2 separate regions of the Anas platyrhynchos genome follow, and region 1 is linked to region 2. The links are chromatin contacts, called in public Hi-C maps. All regions are on one chromosome and are shown on one strand. Each heading gives the region's core, a stretch centred on a gene start, on an enhancer-like site or on the middle of the called end of the contact. The rest is flanking DNA. Distances are from core to core; before and after follow the strand shown.

Evidence for each region. Hi-C and Micro-C count contacts between places; a contact is called where the count stands out from the background.
Region 1: a Hi-C map of subcutaneous adipose tissue shows a contact between it and region 2, with 2.2 times the contacts expected there. The contact joins the enhancer-like site here to the promoter of RAP1GAP2 in region 2. A contact is called at or near these places in 3 of 8 Hi-C or Micro-C datasets (liver, skeletal muscle and subcutaneous adipose tissue).

Annotation. Positions count from the first base shown.
Region 1 is chr20:749,397-752,973 of IASCAAS_PekinDuck_T2T, reverse strand. No RefSeq gene overlaps it. Among named protein-coding and RNA genes, the nearest start is that of PAFAH1B1, 15 kb to the right of the region's middle. Within about 2 kb of position 2,288, at least 8 of the 8 cell types and tissues checked have an H3K27ac peak or open chromatin away from gene starts, as enhancers often do. A contact at or near this core is called in subcutaneous adipose tissue, where this site is marked.
Region 2 is chr20:643,900-647,768 of IASCAAS_PekinDuck_T2T, reverse strand. RAP1GAP2 (RAP1 GTPase activating protein 2) reads left to right here and starts at 1,258. Exons shown (of 26, transcript XM_072026034.1): 1 at 1,258-1,412; 2 at 3,569-3,685. The coding sequence starts at 1,363. LOC139999132 (a long non-coding RNA gene) reads left to right here. Exons shown (of 3, transcript XR_011804236.1): 3 at 70-312.

The sequences.
Region 1 (3,577 bases), core at 1,039-3,538, 100 kb before region 2:
GTAGGAGATACTATTTTAAATAATAGTTTCCTAATTCCTTGTGTGAATTCTAGCTAGGCTAGAAGAACATCTTGAAGCTAAACCTTCTAGACAACTTTTATTTTCTTTTGGTGAGGAATTACTCATTGCAGTTCTACTACACAAGTCCGTAATGTTGTCGCTGAGCTGCCAGCTCCTCAGGGCAAGATTTAAATCAAGTCCTCTTCTGCTTTTCTTTTTTCTTTCTTTTTTTTTTTTTTTTTTTTTATTAAATCAGGAAACTATTTATATTCATTTCAGGCTTTGTAATCTTTTCCAATCCACTGTTAAAAAATAACAAACAAAGAAAAGAATACCCAAAGCTGAATGTTGACTCTAAAACCCCTTTTCCAGCCTCCTATTTAATCAGCCTTGTGGCATATTAGAAAATAGATCATTTAGTTCCACTTCATTATTATGGGAATAAAAAAAAATCTTACAGTCAGGCTTAAAGCACCTAAATACCTAAAGCCACATTCTAATCTGTAAAGCACATGGGTGTAAAACAGGCAGGCAATTTTTCATTTCCTTGGGGCACCATTGTTTATGGTGACTGGCAAGGGCTTTCTGTATTTCATCAGGCCCTTTATGAGCACACTGCCAGGCACGTGAAGCTGCACTCGCTGCATTAGTGATCGTATGTGCCGTGGTACATCCATCCCAGCAGAAAATGGAAACGTGGCTGCTGAGGGGGGCAGTGGAAGGGCTGACCGAAGGAAATCTGCAATCATCAGCTACCATTTAGAAATACACAGGACATAACGTGACATACACTGAAATTAACATGAATTTAGTCTGCTGCCAGTGAAAGCCACTGCAATTGAAGTAAATTGTTAGTTTTACCCTTAAAAAGTCTTGTAAAGCACTCCCTTTGCCTAACCAGGAGATGGTCACCTGTCTGCTGGCAGGGTTTCTAGCCATCAGAGAACAGAGGGGCAGGAGAGGCTCCTAGGACATGGAGAAGACTCCCATCTTCTTGTCATAAACAACAAACAAACCTACAAACCAGCCTCTCCCGTGTTACAGACATTTAGAGCCGGGTTATGTGACACCCCTGATGGCACCTGGCTGGGCTCAATTACAGTCTGCGTTCCAATTGTATGTTCCCTCAGCAGCTTTGCCAGTGGCATCTGAGAATGTGAGATTGTTGATAAAAAAAAAGCCTCAAAGTACATTAATGACAAAGTGATAATATCTTTGAACTCATTTGGGTTTGTTTCTTTCACATGCTGTTCATCAACACTCTAAAATCAAAATAAACAAATGTAAATACTCCCTAGCTGAACAATGCTGGTAAAAAAAAAAAAAAAAAAACATCAATAGAGATTGAAGACAACTAAAATGGCAAAAAAATCTCTGGACTTATCTCGGACTTTTTGTTTTGAAATACGTAAAGCTGACCACTCCTTTCTTCATCTTCCCTCCTCTCCCCTCTTTGGGCACTGTCTCCATCCGTGCATACCACTGCGCTCACTGACTGCCCTCAGGAAGCCGAAGAAAAGCCCCTTCTGATGGCAGCGTTCTAACAGCAGCTACATTGAGATACAAGAAGGCGGCACAGAGTCCTGATCCCTGGATATTTCACAAACGCTCGAAGAAAAGACAATGGCGTTTCTGGACCTAGCCAGCACGAAGAACTCGTTATTTTTTTTTTTCATAATAAATGAATGTCAGGACTACAATTGCCCGGCTTGCTCTCTGTGCACCCTGCAGATTGTGGGTGTCCCCAGCTCTGCTGGGGGAGCTGCACGAGCACGCTGCAGGCAGGGGCAGGAGCGCTGGGCACCCCTGGGTGCCCCATGGGTGGGTGGCAGGGGCAGCAGCACCAGGCAGCGCTGCCAAGCCCTGAACTGGGAGCCTGCGTCCTGCCACCGACAAGCAGAAACTTGACCTGAGAAAGCCTTTCTCCCTCCAAGCTCCCTCGCACTGAACATCTCCCTCCCTGCGTACGGCCGGCGGGCGGGGGGCAAGGTGGGCAGCGGGTGTCGGGAGGCGAGTGGGGTGCCTGCGTCCTTGCTGTTTGCGGGCAGTGTCTGAGGAACGTGAGCCACAGGTAGTTATGGCAGTCACCGCTGCTACACAGCTGCGTGGTACGGGGCGGCCGGCGGCGTGCTGGCTGCGGGGCGGCTGCACGAGAGGCTGATTTCAAAACACAGACACGTAAGCGAGGCAGAAACCCCACCTCCACGTGATTGCCTGAGAGGGATCAAACGGGTGGAAACGCCACAGAGAGACACACTCCTCCCCTTGTTGCTGCCACAGCTGTGGTGGGGAGAGGGGGAGGAGAGCGGATGATGCAAGGAGCTTGGCAGCGCGCTCAGCAGGCGCAGGCTGCTCGCCTTCCAGAGAGAGGCAGCCGGCCTGGGAGAGGGCCTGGGAGCAGGGATGGCTGCTGGGCCTGGGAGCTGGGCACTGGGCCTGGGCCTGGGCCTGGGCACTGGGCCTGGGCACTGGGCGCTGGGTGCTGGGCCTGGGTGCTGAGCCTGGGCCGGCCTCTGCTCTTCCTCCAGCAGTGCCCAGCCTCGGCAGCCCGCCCGCGCCCACCGCGTCCGGCCGCTGCATGATTTACGCCAGCAATACCAGTTCCTAGTCACTTATTTGCAGAGCTCATTAAAAAGGGTAATTAAATGGTCATAGCGCCCCCAGCCTTAACCCTTTTTAGAAGATGAAGTGGGTAATTAGGCATTGTTAGCTCCGTTTTGCATCTATGGAAACTGGCGAGAGGCTAATGCAAGGTCATGGGGCTACTCGGAGTCAACTCTGGACAATAACAGACCAGTTACTGACTCTTTCACCCCAAAATATTGGGGTGTTTTTGTTAATTTCAAGGAATTATACATCAAAACTGCTATTCCTGTCCTATCACTGAGAAATCTCCTACATAGCGGCATTGCATGATCTGAATCAAGCCTTTGAGAGCTGGAAATGAACACTCGCCTTCATTATTGCATCTGCCAGGTGAGACAACCACCTACTCTCCATACGAGCTGGTATTTGTGTGATGTAACCAACTCTTCTTACAGCCCTCCTCTTGTACCAGTCCACAAGGAAGCAGTCAGCTGTGACGAATCTGATACCTGCCCTGTGGAACTGAGGTTTGAGTTATTAATTGTAGCTGCCTAGGTACAGCCACAAAACCCTGCAGCCTGTTCTTTGTACGAGTTTTTCATTCACGCTCACTGCAGCAGCAGTGCTGAGATTTCAGACAAGACTGTACCGTGAGCACACCGTTCGTGAGTCACTGGATACTGCAGTTCAGACTGCTGTACCCTTCGAGCTATATATAGACCTATTCCTACAAACTATTATCTCACTTTTGGCCAGTCAGCGTGCTTCATTCATAACTGTTTATCTTGCCCTAACCGGCAGCCTAAAGGTGGAATGCTATTTTCAGACTGTGAGAGGAGCTTAAAGAAAGCTGAATTTTTAAACACTCTCCTTTCCCTCATTTTCAAAATAGCACGCAAGATACTAAAAATTGAAAATCTCTATTTTTTCACAATATGTGTACAAAACTGACATGAATTTTCTCTACTTGCTTGTCTCAAACTGATTGCTA
Region 2 (3,869 bases), core at 9-2,508:
TATTTATTTTTAAACCTCATCAGTTTATTTATTTTTTTTCCTAAAATAAAATTTATTTTAATTCCTTAGATCTCCCAGGCCTGCAGAACCAGGTGTGCTGGACCAGGGCGGGCTGGTTCCCTGGCGCCAGGGCAGAAGGGAGAACCTTGGCCTCTCCCACACCCGTTCTGTTCCCACCTGGCCCCATTGCTGCTTCCCCGCCTGGCCCCTGCCAGGGAGTAAGCGCTGGAGAGAAGCCGAGGGAGCACCGAGGGATCGGAGAAGGCTGCGGCCCTGCCCTGCTGGGGGCTGTGTAGGCCAGAGGGAGTGGGAGTGGGCTCACTTGCTCTCAGCCTCATTAAAATCTGTTGGGTTCAGTATAAACAACTGCCTTGTCATCATTTCAGACAAAGCGTCCAGCTCAGGACAAAGTTATTGGCCCTGCCACAGATGCTGCTCCCTGCAGCCCAGCAGGCTGCCAGCAGCTGAATGCTGTCCTGTCACTGCAGGTGCTGCTTCTGGGCTCTCCCCGAGGGAGGGTCACTGCCCACATGCACAAGACCCCGGCTGAATCCCCGTGTGTGACCCTGGGAGAGCCACAGCCTGTGCAGCCACCAGAACCCCGCACTGCTTTAGTGAGGATCAGCTGAGACAGAGGTGTTGATGTGCTCCAGGTGGGCTCAGCTCCTGCAAGAGCGGGACTCTGCAATTACTAATAAAAGGTACTTACTTGGGCTACTAATGCTACTTAATTTAAGTGAAGCTGCTGGATCGTGTACAACACCTGGCAAATGAGAACTTGCAAAATTTTGTTCTTACAAATCAGAAAAGTTAGGATGTAGGGACAGAACACGCCTTTTGTGAAACCACTTTCAGCGTGATTTGAATCTCCTTGAAATAACATCTAAAAGTAGTTCCAGTCCGTTCCCTGAGCACCAGGGGCCACCCGTAACCGCACCAGAGGGGGGCACAGCCGGGACCCCCGGGCTTTGCAGCGCTCGGTGGGGACTCGCTGAGCGCCGGCTCCGGGACGCACCCGTTCCCTGGGGGCCACGGGGGGGGGGGGGTGCGCGCCCCCGCTGCCGGTCCCGCGTGGTGCCCGCCTGGTGCCCGGGGCGGCCGGCGGGGAGCGGCCCTGCGGCTGCTTTACGTAACGGGGCCGCCGCCGGGGCACCGGGGCCGGGCGCGGGGTGCGGGGAGCGGCGCCAGGGGGAGCGCGCAGGGCCCGGCCGCTCCGCACCGCCCCGCACCGCCCAGCCCAGCCGCGGCGCTGCCTCCGCGCTGCCCGCAGCCGGGACCCGCACCGGGACCCGCACCGGGAGCGCCCCGGGGCTCCGCTCCCCGCCCCGCCTCGCCGTGCGGCGCCGAGCCCCGAGCGGTGACATGGCCTCGGGCAAGGCGGCGGGGGAGCGGCGCTGGGAGCTGGTGCGCTGGTGAGTGGGGCCGGGGGGGACGGAGGGGTCCCGGGCGGTGGGGGCCGCGGGAGGTGCCCGGGGGTCCCCGCTGGGCCGGGTCGGGTCGGGGGTCCCCGCGCACGGCGGGGGCGCACTCTGCGCGGTGGTCCCGGCTTGGGTGTGCGGGGCAGCCCCCGGTGCTGGGGCGGGCGGGGCAGGCCGGTGCTCTGCTGGGGGGGGGGCACCCAGCCCCTCCCGGCACCCCGAGGGTCGCGGAGCAGCCCCAGGCGCGGGGGGCACCGGGTGCTGGGATGGGGACGTGCCCCCGGGCAGGGAAGGGGCAGCCCCGGGTGGGGGGCGTTCGTTTGGGGCGCAGTGGAGGTAGAGGAGGGTCAGGGACCCAAAGAGGTTTGGTGTCCGGGGAAATGTCCCAGCCCGGCACGGGAGAGCTGGGGGGCACCGGCAGCGTCCTGGTCCCACGCACACCGGGCTGGTGTGGCTGCCCCCGGGATGTCTCGGGACACGCGTGGGTGTTTGGGGAGCATCGTGGCTGCTGCCGTGGGGCTGAAGGGGTCTGAGGCGGCCGTGGTGCGCGGGGACCCGCTGCTGCTGGGGATGGAGTGCTCGGAGCAGCTGGGACAGGCTGACATTGCAAACAAGCTTTCTCTGTATCTTTTGATTTTTAATTGTGTAGTTTGTGACGTCCAGAGCGTGTGACTTTTGAGCAGGGCGCTGTAGCGATGCCAGGCTGTGAATGGAGTGGCTCCGGGTGACAATGCCCTGCTGGTGACGCGGGAGCTGGGAACGGGCCCAGGGCTTGTCCCCATGTCCCAGCTGCGGCTGGGAGCCCCGCGAGCCTGGGCAACTGCCAGAGTGGGAACCATTGCAAGGTTATTCCACAGTGTTTTTTTTTTTTTTTTTAATTATTTATTTATTCTTTTTTTTTTTTCCTTTTATTTTTTTTTTTCGTTTTCTCCTCCCCTTGGCAGCCCAGAACACCTTTTCTTGCACACTTAGACACAAAATATTATAATGGCTGCTTTGCTTGGCTGTTCTGCCATCCCTCTTTTCCTTCTCCTTCCTTCCCCCAAATCCCTCTGGCTTTCCTGTCAGTGCTTTTGCAGCACTATTACGTGCAAGAGCTGTCAGGGAGCACTGGGACTGCACTGCCCTTGGTTCCTTATACCAAGAAACCCAGCAGGTCAGCTTGTCCTGGAGACTCACCAGGAGCCTCCCTGGCTTATTTCTGCTGGGGCTGCGCCCTCCTGATTGCCCTTTCCTCTCGGCTTCTGTTTGTCCCAATTAATGGGCACAGGAAGTGAAATTCCATGTGAGTGTGTGTGTGTGTGTGTGTGTGTGTGTCTCCAACCAGTGCTACAGAGGTTTTAAATAATTAATCACTTGCTGATGAAATTCCATATTCAGAGGCAGGCGTGTGAAGTGCAGCTGGCTGTGGGGAGGCAGGCAGCAGAGGTTCCCACTGAAGGATGGGAACAACTGCAGTTACATCTTGCTCACGTAATGGAGAACCCACACTTCTTTAATCAAAATAATAACCATTGATTCATCACTTGAATACTGTTTAATAAGCTTCAACATCTGGCCTGACATTCAGAACAATGTTAGAAAGGCATTAGTCTGCTCTGGGAGCTGGTAGCAGTGCTGGGGGCTCGGCGTGCCTGCGGGCAGGGCGGGGGGGATGCGCGGTGGCTGCCGGCCGTGCCCCCGCTTTTCTGTGTGTGGCTGTAGGAGTGGGGCTGGCTGAGGGGTGTCAGGGGGGCTGCAGCTGGCGGCAGCTCCATGGGCACTGGGCTTGGGGCACAGGAACCCCTGCGAGGCTCCGCGCTGCATCTGCCCCCGCTTCTCTTGGGGCCACTGCTCCTGGTGGCAGCAGGGCCAGGAGCGAGGGTGGCCGGGGGGTCCCTGTCCCTGAAGGTGCCTGGGAGCTGAGCCCTGTCGGGGCTGCGGCAGCGTGCCCGTGGGAACAGCGGCTGCTGGGTGGGGGGACCCCGCAGGGAGGTGGTCAAATGGGCAGTAATTTTGCTGCTTTCATTAAGGAACACACAATTATTACTATTACTGTCTCCCTTCCATCCTTAGGCAGCGTTTCTGAGCCAGTTGCTCCCCGTGTCCTGCATCTCCCTCTCCCATCCTGCGCTAATGAATATTTCAGTCTGTCTTGTTGTTATTTTTAGGTACGTGAGAGAGGGCCGGTTTCGGATCGAGGAGAGGACGCTGACGGCTTTCCAGTGGCTGTACTCCCCACAGCAGCATCGCATCGTCAGCCGGGCGGACCTGGGCTCGCCCAGCAGGTACCGGGGGTGCGGGAAGCACGGCACGGCCCCATGGGGCTGCCCCTGCCACCCCTCACCGTGAGCTCCTGCGGTGCGGCCGGAGCTCTGCTGGGTCTCAGCCTCTGCTCCTGGGGCCCTGCAAGTGTCTGAGGCTGGGCCCTGCTTCAGAACAAGGCTCTGGGAGCGGTGGTTGCAGACAGGA